Regions from separate parts of the Macaca mulatta genome. Here all the other regions are linked to region 3. The links are chromatin contacts, called in public Hi-C maps. All regions are on one chromosome and are shown on one strand. Each heading gives the region's core, a stretch centred on a gene start, on an enhancer-like site or on the middle of the called end of the contact. The rest is flanking DNA. Distances are from core to core; before and after follow the strand shown.

Region 1 (3,705 bases), core at 112-2,611, 330 kb before region 3:
TTGGGTCAAGATGTTGGGTCCTGCTGAGACCGAACTGGACTAAGATACTTCAAAAGATTCCCACAAATGTTTGTGAGAATCAGTCAAGTGATTATATGCCTATCAGCAAAACATTCTTAACTGTCCTTCTCAAGGTAATGTCGATCCCTTTCCTGTAAGCCTTCTTAGACTTTTTTTTTTTTAAAGTAAATGTGAGCACACCAGCAGAGATGGTGAGCAGTTCCAAGTGTGTGTAGGAACTCTAAGTTATCTTTTTAACTAGCTATGGAATGGAGAATGACCAGTTTTACTTCAGCGTATCAGAGAATATTCCAGATCAAAGCAGATCAAATTTAAGAAAAAGAGATTAAAGGAAGCAATTAAATGAGAGACAATGTGAAGAAAGTATAATGGAATGTAAGAAAGAAATGAATGGTGAGGGGGAAGACAGACCTAAGTGTGAAGGTTTGGAAACGAGAACTGGTTGACTATTTGCTCTGGAAGCCATGTGCTATCCACCGCTGTGTTAAAGGGGAATGGGTGGAAGTTGCCAGACTACTGACAATAAGAAAATAATTGAACAGAATGATTGTGTCCTGCATTGATTCTCTTATAGATCCCTGTATGCGTGCTCCCAGCCTTTTACACTGCCGTGTGCATAGAATTGGTTTATTCATTTCTTGTGACTATTGCTCACTTCATGTAAACTTTCTCCTAGTGGGTTAAACATTTCTGGAAGCAATTATGTTTCTCAGAAGTAATTCTGTGCTTTCCAGTTAAGATGCCATGAAAAATGTTGCTAGTCGTAAAAGTCAGACATTAATTTATATTACTGTGAAGCCTCCTTAAAATTCTCATGAAGAAATCACTGTCAATGACCGAGGGTCTTGGAAACTTCCACATGCATACATCTAAATAGCTATCTGCTTATCTCTTGAAATATATGCATACAAGTATTTTTAGATGCTAACATTCTGATATAAGTACTCAAAAATTTGGCCTATAATACTGTTCATAAATTCATGTTTTGATATCCTGAACCTGGGTTAAAAATTTTTATTCTTTTTAAGCAAATAAGATTCAAATTAGACTGTTCTACAAACAGCTAACATTTCAAGTCTCCATTTCTCAAAATTAAAAGAAAGAAAAATTCACTACTTTGAAGATCTATCACTTTAAATTTCACATCTTACAACTACTCAGTTAAGTTCAAAATTTTAATCCTCAATTCATTGACAATGCAAATTATTTGCCAGCATTTGGAAGTCAAACAGGGTGAGAGAGGAGAGCCTTTACATATTCCAGGTTTAATATCTAAGCACCAGATGGAAACAATTCTACAATGAAAGAAAGAAATCTGTTAGGATATTTTGGAGATCTGTTCAGTTCAGCAGCACGTCACTGGTTATGGAGGCCAATTTCTCAGAGGACTTATTTGAATTGCAGATATTGAAGTAGTGTTCTAATTTAACCCAGAAAATGCTGAATTTTAAAGTAACTTAAGTTTAACATTTCTTAGATAAAAAGTACCCATTTTGCTTTCACTAACGACTTATGTGTATACTTGAAACAAAGAATTTTGAGGTACATAGCCATAAAGAAAAAGAATAATTTTTATGTGCAATTGAAAGAGTAATAAAAAGTTTCTTTGTACAACCATGACCATTCAAGGAAATTGTAAGATTGTCTGCAATTATTTTAGCTATGAATATCCAAGACAGTGTATGTCATTTAATGTTGAAGAATTAGGAAGAATTAGCAATAAAAATAAAAAAAATTAGCCTATGGATTTTTTTGAAGGGCAATTTTTAAGGAACTCTAAACAGAAACAAAGGGCAACAAAATCTACTTGGTAAAATACTGGCTGGTTAAGCTTTGACAAAGAAAGGCTGAGGAACTAGTGGGATACTAAGCAATACATCTCTGAGGGGGCCTCTTTCATATTCATACCTGTATTTTCTGGCAAAATAAGTGTCAAAATTTGCAACCATATGACAGCAAAATTATGCATTACATGGTGAGTTATAGATTTTGGATGAAATCCAACTGAAATACTTTCATAAGAACTTGACATGATAAACAAAACACATTGCTATTCCAAACTGCAGTTTGTTTAAAACAAAAAACAAAATACTGCTATTATAATAGATGATTAGACTGTCAATCCTCCCCACCCCCCTTGCTAGATTTTTATTTCACAAGGAACTGTGAGAGGACTTATTACTTTTTATGTTATTATCCATATGCAATATTCCGAGGCCTTAAAACAAAGGAGAATGGAACTAATAGAGAGTAGGCAGTGAGTTGCAGCTTGTTCATATATTCTGGGTTAGGAGAATAGGTAGAGTCACTGTGGTGAGCAAAAGGAAAAGAATTTTCAGTCTTCAAACCTCTGACTTGGTCCCAATGTTTCTGGTATATATTTGAGCAGAGAGATGTAAAGAAGCAAAGAGGAAATGGAAAGGAGTTTAAAAGCAGCAAAGAAGAACAGAACAGAAAAGTAGGAGGGAATGATCATGAGGAGATTCTGTTCTCTTGAGTTATCTATAAGATTGAATTCTTTGTTTCTGTGGAAAAGACATTGCCTGGTGACCCTTGCTGTCATTCTTAAGTCATGTTTTTGAGATATTCAACCTATCTCCACAGTATTAAATCAAGAGGATACTATGAGACTAACTAGAAAATATATTTCATGGAGTCGAGATTGTCTCTGAACAACTTAAGAGGCTGAGAGGAGTAATTTAAAAGCTTCCTTAAATAGACTTTACCTATAGATTGCACACTTTGTATTGATAGAGATGACAGCACAACTCTCTCAAATAATTTGTGGTTTCTCTGAAGAGGTGGAACTAAAACTACCAAAGAATGACTGGTCCATGCATCAAGAAACCTGCATTCAAATCCCCCATCTCCAACTAACTGTATAAGCTAATCATATCTGGTATTGTTTTTCTTAGCACTGCAGTTTTCTAGTTCATAAAATAAGGAGTTTGGTTTTGATGATCTCTAAGGTCTATTCAAGCTCTGAAAACTAATGTTTTTGGATGTGATTTATTCTAAGAACTCAAACACTTGCTGTTGTTCAGTGTCCTGAGAACATGTCATAAATATCTGGCAAAGACCTATGAAGATTTGAATCTTTGAATGTTCTCCCCACTTCCCATTACCTTTCATATCCCTGTTCCATAGAATTGTAGAACTTGTTGTCTTACAAATTTAACATTCAGAAAACATCAACTGGATGTTTATATTATTTGACCTGTTTATTGACTTTATTATTGAACATAGTCAGTTTAAGAGTTAAAGAAAGAGGAAAGAAACATGAAATGTGGCTGGCAGTTAAAGACTGGTTTCCTTTAGTTAAAACCTGAGAGGCGCTGCTGGCCGATTTCAGTCAGGAGCGCTTTCTCGTACAGACTAAGAGTATATATTGGTTTTAGGGTGGGAGGGCTTATTACAACCTGGAATGTTTATGTGTTGGAGAAGTTTATGGCGGGGTTGGAATCTCTCTGGGAGGAGGGGGGTTGTCTTGGGGCAGGCATCCTTCTGGCCTGGAGTGGGATTTACCTTGGGGCTAGCATGTCCCTGGTTGTGGAGGAGTTTGGCATGTTTCTGGTTGGAGATGTTATTTGTGGTTTATATTCATGCTGACCTTAGCCATTAGGCTGATGCCCTTTGGATTTAGGTGGCTTCTGTTAAGGTGAACTTCAGAATGAGGGACTTGTC
Region 2 (3,897 bases), core at 962-3,461, 420 kb after region 3:
CCTAAAATTAATATGATCTTTTCTATCACCAAAATTAGCAATATTCTATACGTAAAGGGGAGATAAATACAGAATAAACATGCCTAGTAAGAAATCTCTTAATTAGGTCACTCTTAAAAAATAATATATCTGATTCCCATCAATATTTTAAAGAGAAATATGACTGTTTCTAGTAAAATAAAGTTGCACTCTGGATTACTACAGATTAACACACAAGGCATAATAGCATTTATGATAGTGATAATAAAATTTGTTTTAAAAAAATAGAGCAACTAATATTACACTTTTCTGCTTTTAATTATTCTGTAATGTACCCATGCTTAATGTCTAAAGATACTATTGAAAATGGCTATAGAAAAATCTGAGGTGTTAATATTTGATTACTATAGTATTTCATTGACATTCGTGAATTTAACTCTTAAAACACTAGAGTATAAAATTGGCTTACAGAACAAAATTCAGTTATAGTAATATCAAAATTAATAATAGTTCCAGATATGGGATGTAAGTACCTTTGAGCTTCAAAATTTCTTTCATGAAAAATTATCTTTTTATTGCAAAACAGCAATTAAACACAATTACTTAATGCTATTCAGCCATGTCTATGCACCAAGCATTTCTATTAAAACATTTGTTAGAAATAATATCAAGGTGTTAATAAGTTTTTAAAATTATATAACAAATGCTGACATTTTAAAAATCCCAAATGCTACATTTTAACATAGACAAAAACACTATTAAAACGTTAAGCTTAATTGCGCGCACAACGAAACTTCTAGAAAACTCCATTACTTACTGTTCACTGAGTATTACTTACAGAGACTAACAATTTTAAGATTTCATTTGTTATTTATCCTGCAGTATTTTGAAAAACCTTTTTTGCACTGTATACTTCTCAATAAGATGATCATACCTACTCTGGTCTGCTGAGAAAAACAAAAAATCAGTAAATCTTCTTTAAGACTGTGCTTGTTCCATCGTATCTTAGGTGGCAACAAGCAAGGAATTCATAATGATAAAAGCACCAATATGAGAAAAAAATATTTAATGCTTGTTTCATATTGACTGTATAAAGTCATTTTGACATGCCTATACAACTGGTTGTGGCAGCTTTCAGACATGATTCCAGATCAAAAAAAAAAAAGAAAGAAAGAAAGAAATTGCTCCAGGTTCTTTAGAGAAAGCTTGCCGCTGGGAAGTTGATTTTGGCCAGGTGCCAAAATCATGTGCAAAGGGGCCTCATTATGGATTCATGGCAGCCTTCAGCACTAACAAAAAATGTGACCCAACAGGCTAAATCAGCGACTAAAATTAAAAAGTAAGAGACAAAGACAACTTACTTAATATTCCTTCCAAAGCAACATTAAACTTTTTTTGGTAATTAAACCCTTATTAGTATAATGCAGTGTTCCTCTGTCCTCAAATGATTGTACAATTACTCTTTAAAACTTGTCAATTTCCCTTCTAAATAACACTTTCTTTCTGTGGCAGTTTACAAAGATTTCGCTATATAATAAAACTCTATATCCACTGTAATCGGTTCAATAGAAGAAAACAAAATTGTAAAAATGCAGACGACAGTATTCCTTTAAGATTTAAACAAACAAACAAAAAATAAGCAAACAATCGTCAGTACATTTTGAACTTCTACAAAAGTGAACATGCACCCTCTAAACTCACACTGGTTGCGATGAAGCAGTCTCACTGCCCAATTTTCCCCAAAAAAAGTACATTTGATATCGCAGTCTTACCTAGATGTCTTCTGGCTTTTCTGCAGATCAAAAAGTTTCCTTCCTAAGCACACAGATATTCTTTCACAAACCATAAAGGCCCTTTTATGAATCCAGCACTGTAACAGGCTACCTTCCACACCACGTTGAGAGCCCAGTGTACAAGCTCTCAAGATAAAATACGTTGCTAATACACAATTAGTGGGAGAGGTTGTCTACTGGAGAATTTATCTTAACGAAAGGAGGAAAAAAAATAGAAGCTTTTTTTTTTTTTTTTTTTTTTTTTTAAATAGCAAAAAGGGTGCGGTCAGATGTTAGGTTTTGCCTGAGAAAAGGGTTCTACACTACACTAGTACCTAAACACTAGCAGAAGCTGCCTGGGAAGGGAGCCAATGGAAGGACTTTGTTTGACCCAGCTGCCAATCTCCCCTGAAGCCGTGCGCCAGACTAAACACTCACACTATTTTAACTCAAATCAGGCTACAGCAGCTGTTTGCTTTCCGGCTCTGAGCTCTGCACCCACCATGGCCTGTGCAGTTCACCCGCGAGCTTTGCTAGCTGCCTGGCTGAAATCTGTTCCGGGTTGGGATTTGTCATTGGGGAGCAAATATTAACCCTATTCCTCATGGTAAATCTGGACTGTTTGTTGTTCAGCATTTGGATCTGGTCATTGGGGTAATTTCTGATCTTTTAAATGAAGACTGATATTTTATATCATGGAGAAAGTTTGAGATTTGAAGGTAACAAGGATTCCTACGTTTCTTTGAAATTCAAATGTAAACTCTTCTGATGTGTTCCAATTAACACTAAAATAGCCCTTGTGTGTTCCTACAAAAACAAGGTCCCTAGAGTACACCCCTAAGAACAAAGATGGTACCCATTCACTCCAACCTAAAGCTCTTCCACTATAGCAAGATGGTTAAGTTGGCATCACAGAGTCGGAGAGACTCACGTGGTTGCAGGAGTTAGCACTGACTCCTCAATGCTCAGGAAAGTTTCTCCAAAAGCAACACCTAGGCACACAAGAAGTTTGCTTTCCTTGTGTGAAAAAGCATCAAGTGACCTAATTTACCATTCCTAAATTTCTAAGCTTATTTAGTTGTTAGACTAAGTGTAAAATTCACATTCTGAATTGTAAAACGTTATGCCCACAGGTAGTCTGAGGTTAAAAATAAACTAGAGAGAAGTTAGTTAGGGAATGTACAATTAAAGTCATAATCAAAATGATCTGATTGTAGGAGGGGGAAGAGATCCAATAATGAAGATTGATTGCACAGGAGATAGGAGCCAAACATTATGTATGTGGCAAAAAGAAACCAGAAAGTCATTCAACATGTGGAAGGGAGAAAGAAGCTCAGAAGAGTGTAATAACATGGACCATAACTGAGTTATTTTTACTCCTGACCAAATTCCTTCCTATTGGACGACGATGGTGAGAGAAGCCAGCACGTTTCTCTTTAGAGATTTTAGTTTCCATTGTTGCATCAGGCAAAAGGATATCTTTTAACGTAAGGCAAATAGACAGAATTTTTGTTTTTGTTTATTAATGTAACGAATTTTGATCTAGCTATGAGGGTTCACAGTGCAGTCAGAAGATGAACAAAAGTGAAATGTTCCTGAAATACACCAAAGCTGTGTCTTCAATTTTTTTTTTTTTTGTCAGAAAGTTGTTTCCTCTGCTTTAACAGGAGAGTTTATTTTGTTTCTATTCTTGCCCCAAATGATAGGTCTGTTTTCTTATTTTAGAAACTAGAGATCTAAATTACAAAAAACTGTAATTTTATAATAAAATGTTATTTCCTCAGATAGGAGGTAGAAAAGATGCCTATAGAGAGGCTGAACTATTAGGGTTTATAGGTGCACAAAAACTGAAAGGCCCAATTAATTAAAAATGCATGTCATGATAATATTGCATAGCAAATAGGGCTAGTATCCTTATTTTGAAAGTGATCTACATGTAAACTCAAAAGATTCCCATTGGATCTGGCTTCATATATAGCAGTGTATAGTTTGATGCTCAGAATTCTTATGGAATCAAATCAAATGCTGGGAAATGATTTCTTTTGTGCCCCCTTTTTTTTTCCAATGTAAGAAAATATTCAACTTGTTTCTCTGAATGGTCTATTACAATCTACAAATCACCCACCATCATACTGCTATATATATA
Region 3 (3,975 bases), core at 701-3,200:
TCCAACCACCTTACTATCTGCTCTTTCCTGTCCATGTTTACTCTAACCCTTTCTTCCTTATGGTGGCCACTATTTCTTCTTCTGCTTGTGGATGAATAATCTGATAATCTGGAATATGTTTATGTTCAGTTGATCACTAAGTATGTCTTAATTAGCCTTCAGGTATACAGCTAAATGAACTCTCTTTTTTGTTTATTTTCCTTTTCCAAAATCATTCTGATCTCTTAAAATCTTTCATTTACATTCCATTCAGTCACCAAACCTATTTCTGAATATTATTGTCTAGATATTCTCTGAAAGATAAGATTATTTGCTTGTTTTCAACCATTCTGAGTGAAGTTCATTGTTCTTTTCTTGAGATAGTTCTTGTTTGGCAGATTATTTTCAATAGCCACATTTATTGCCTTTTTCTAGTGTTGATATTAAGTCCTTCTTACACACTCTCCTACATAAAATGTAAGATACATGTACTTGTTAAAACATGAGATTTCCCTAAAGTGCTAACTGATTTAAATTCATCACTTGTGTTTAAACGATTTTTGCTTAAAAATTATGATTCATTTTATATAAGAAGAAATAGAATTGAGTCAAAGATATGTCCTCTTGGACAAAATAATGAATCCTAGACAGATCAACACAGATTCTTATTCTGGATCAGTCATAGTCCAAATAATCTAATAGGCATTCATTTCTGTAAAATGGGTATGATAATTCTGCCTCCTTATGTGTTGTGATATTTAATTAATGATTATGTGCTTTTGAATAATGTATGCTTATAAATTAATAGGTTAGTAATTCGCATTCTCAATGTACTTTAACAAAGTACATTGGGAGCTAATTAAAAGGAATGTAATTTGTGCTTTTGGGAGGAGAAGTGTTATCTAAGTGTAAATTAGGGAGGGAAGTGGCAGTTAAATCTATACAACGTATCTATTACCACACATTTGAGGCTTAACTCTAATTACAGATTGGACATGTGAGCAAACAGCATCCGGGAGACTTCCACTCATTTCCGAAGGCCCTTCCTCACATCTATAAAAGAAGGCTATTCACTTAATAACCAAAATTATTAATACACTTTCCGTTCAGAACAAAAGGCTAAAGGGAAAAGACCTCTTTCAAAGTCAGCATATTGGCAGTATTTATTGTGCTCTTTCGTAGACATTGTTTGCCCAACAAGTGTCATGAGAAATGAAGTTTATTGTTTAGTGTTTTAGACGGAAGATAGCATTTTTGTGGATTGATAACTCCACCCAGAAAGGGCATTTGTACCTGATGGAAGAGGAAAATTCTGTAGACAGATTTGTGCCTGTCTTCAAACCTTTCACCATTTGAATAACCTCTGAGGTTAAATAGCTGGTAGACATCTGTAGGCAGAAGTAAGAGAAATGAGATCATCAAGGAACGATATCGTGCTTACAACATGTGGCGAAATGAGTGGCTCTTCACCATCTGTTATTTGTGTGTGTATTTTATTATGTAAATGTTCGTACACACTGCATTCTAAACAAAGGAACATTACTTCCACTTTGTTGGTGCTGCCAAGCTTGCGTATGTGTCCTGGAAAAAGAAAGTGGCAGACAGAAAATTCAGGGTTCATCTGGCCACTTGTGTCCCTGGTCCTTTCACCAAGAGGGTGAGAGACTCTCAGTAGGTTTGATTCCTTTTCTACATCCTGTTAACAAATACAAAGCTTCACTGTGAATGGAAAACAATGTCTCAAATACTACAGTTATGGTCCAAAGCCTCTTTTGCTGGAGTCCACGGGAAAAAGATACTAGAAGCTAGGATGCCCTGGGATGGTTCCAATGTACACTAGTGTTAAATCCAGGCTAGAAAATACATTTGGACGGAGAAAACAGGCTCTGTTCAATTTTCTCTCATCTGTTTAATTCCTGGCACATATCTCTGGGTCATGGGAAGGTTCTGGTGGGCTGCTGTCATTGTCTCCCCCAAAACAAGAGGGGTGTGTGTGTGCATGTTTGGGAGGAATGAAAGTAAGGAGATTTGGGTGACACATATTCTGGTTTAAATTTTCATAAAATTACCAATTTAAATTGAAATGTAATTATCCTAACTGGCATCTTTTTGGCAGCAGCTTAAAAAAAAATCCCTCGGCTTTACTGTACCAAGCGAAAGCCCAGAGGAGTCCTGACACTGGCCTTTAATCAAAAGCTGAAAAGACACAAAAGCTTTCAGATAATCTATGCCAAGCTATCTTGGACAGCACGGAATCGCCTGGAGCACCCTTCTGGTGGCATTTAAAACACCTGGTGCCCTTAGAAAAAAAATACATCTGTGTCTGCAATTTCTCCTTCTGTAATTCCCTTAAATCTTTCTATCTCAACCCATTCTCCTCTCTGTTAAAAGTAAAGATGCTGCAGTGACAGTAAAATAAAGCGATTTTATTTACCAAGGAAATGATACTTGTCATTGGCTATGCCTGGAGGTGACAGACTCAGGTGGCCATCTGCACAAACACTTCCTCACTGTTTATTTCATGTGGTTTAATATAATTAAACTATCATTGTGCTCATTGATTCAGCTCAAATTTTAATTTGATAATTGGGGAAAAGGTGTGCATTTGAAATGGAGGCAATTAATTGACACTTTAAATGCACTTGAACAGAAATAATTTAAGTTACACCATACTTAGTGGTGACTTATACTGTTGTGTTTATGCAAATTCTTTCATTTAGCTTCTATCATTAATGGATAGATGTAAATAATGTTACTCAGTCTAAGTCCTTTTCATACTGGCAGTCTAATTCTGAAATTTGGAAATATTTTTGCTGCCATGAAAAAAATCCCATTCATTTCACAGTCACTGGCTTTTATAAAATGAAGACATTCTAACTTTGAACAAAAATCTAATCATTCATAACTAGCTTCACACATATGCAACATAATTATGCAGATTGTCACATAATTTTGTCAATAGACAGCCTGATTCTCATTCTAACAAACACCTTGAACAAAGAAATAATGAGACTAACAAAGACATGATTTCTCAACTTGTAATACACATCTTTCCCATGATTTGAATAAAATGAAAAAAAAAACTAGTTCTAACTTATTTAATTTTTCTCCAATACCAGCTTTACTTTAATTTGTTCCAAGGAATTTATATATTTTGGTGAACTTACTGAAATTTAAAAAGGAACCATATTTATGGATAAAGCAGATTTTTTTTGTGTTAATTATCTTCCATCTGGAAACAAATATGCTTTCGTATTTTTTCAGACTTCAAGAACAAAAGCTAGTTTGTTTTAGCAACTTGCGAAATCTTCATTTTTACTAGCATTCTTTTATTCACAGAGCCTGAAGTGAATAATTTTAATCAAAACTCTGAAGCAAATTCAATTTTACAGAATATTAGCTACCACAAATTATACCTGTGGTAAATGTTGCTTAATAAGAATTATTAGTTGTTGCTACATATGCTCTGAGAAGACTTGTTCTTAATGTAAAAGGTTGACGAAAATGCTCTGTTTTCTAGATGAATGTTGATGCTCTTGTTTCAATCTATTATTCAGTAGTTTTAATATTCAGTGTAACCATGGATGAACCTAAGAAAGTTTTGGCAGGTCATTTCAGTTAAGCAACCACACTCTTCTTATTAAAGCTGGAAACCTCATTAAAATAGGCTCTGTGAAGATTTTGTAAACTCCAGCTTCAAATGAAGGTTGGCAATAATGCTCCAAAAAATCTTTCACATAAATGTGGTTCTTTTGGCACTTGAAAGACTCTGAATGTAAGAAATGCAAAAGAACATAAAAGAGGCAAAAAAATAAACAAACAGAAGAACATACAAAATGCACACATATAACACACACACTCATATACATAAACAGGTAACCCCAAACCAAATGGATTTCTCTTAACCTTTTTTCCACTGTCTACTTTCAGACATAATTTTCCAAAACCACCCTTGATAAATCATCTAATATAATAGTAATGACAGAAGAAAACTCT

The links. A called contact is a pair of places that touch in the nucleus more often than the background predicts.
Region 1: a Hi-C map of fetal cortex germinal zone shows a contact between it and region 3, with 2.3 times the contacts expected there. The contact joins two enhancer-like sites. A contact is called at or near these places in 2 of 14 Hi-C or Micro-C datasets (fetal cortex germinal zone and fetal cortical plate).
Region 2: a contact with region 3 is called in a Hi-C map of fetal cortical plate, with 2.3 times the contacts expected there. The contact joins two enhancer-like sites. A contact is called at or near these places in 2 of 14 Hi-C or Micro-C datasets (fetal cortex germinal zone and fetal cortical plate).

The regions. Positions count from the first base shown.
Region 1 is chr3:30,547,305-30,551,009 of T2T-MMU8v2.0, forward strand. No RefSeq gene overlaps it. Among named protein-coding and RNA genes, the nearest start is that of TRNAG-GCC, 260 kb to the left of the region's middle. Within about 2 kb of position 1,362, at least 3 of the 40 cell types and tissues checked have an H3K27ac peak or open chromatin away from gene starts, as enhancers often do. A contact at or near this core is called in fetal cortex germinal zone, where this site is marked.
Region 2 is chr3:31,297,535-31,301,431 of T2T-MMU8v2.0, forward strand. All of the region lies in intron 3 of LOC114676844, which reads right to left. Among named protein-coding and RNA genes, the nearest start is that of MIR99A, 120 kb to the left of the region's middle. Within about 2 kb of position 2,212, at least 15 of the 40 cell types and tissues checked have an H3K27ac peak or open chromatin away from gene starts, as enhancers often do. A contact at or near this core is called in fetal cortex germinal zone and fetal cortical plate, where this site is marked.
Region 3 is chr3:30,878,846-30,882,820 of T2T-MMU8v2.0, forward strand. The region is part of intron 3 of LOC106997312 (a long non-coding RNA gene); the gene reads left to right. Among named protein-coding and RNA genes, the nearest start is that of MIR125B-2, 250 kb to the right of the region's middle. Within about 2 kb of position 1,951, at least 6 of the 40 cell types and tissues checked have an H3K27ac peak or open chromatin away from gene starts, as enhancers often do. A contact at or near this core is called in fetal cortex germinal zone and fetal cortical plate, where this site is marked.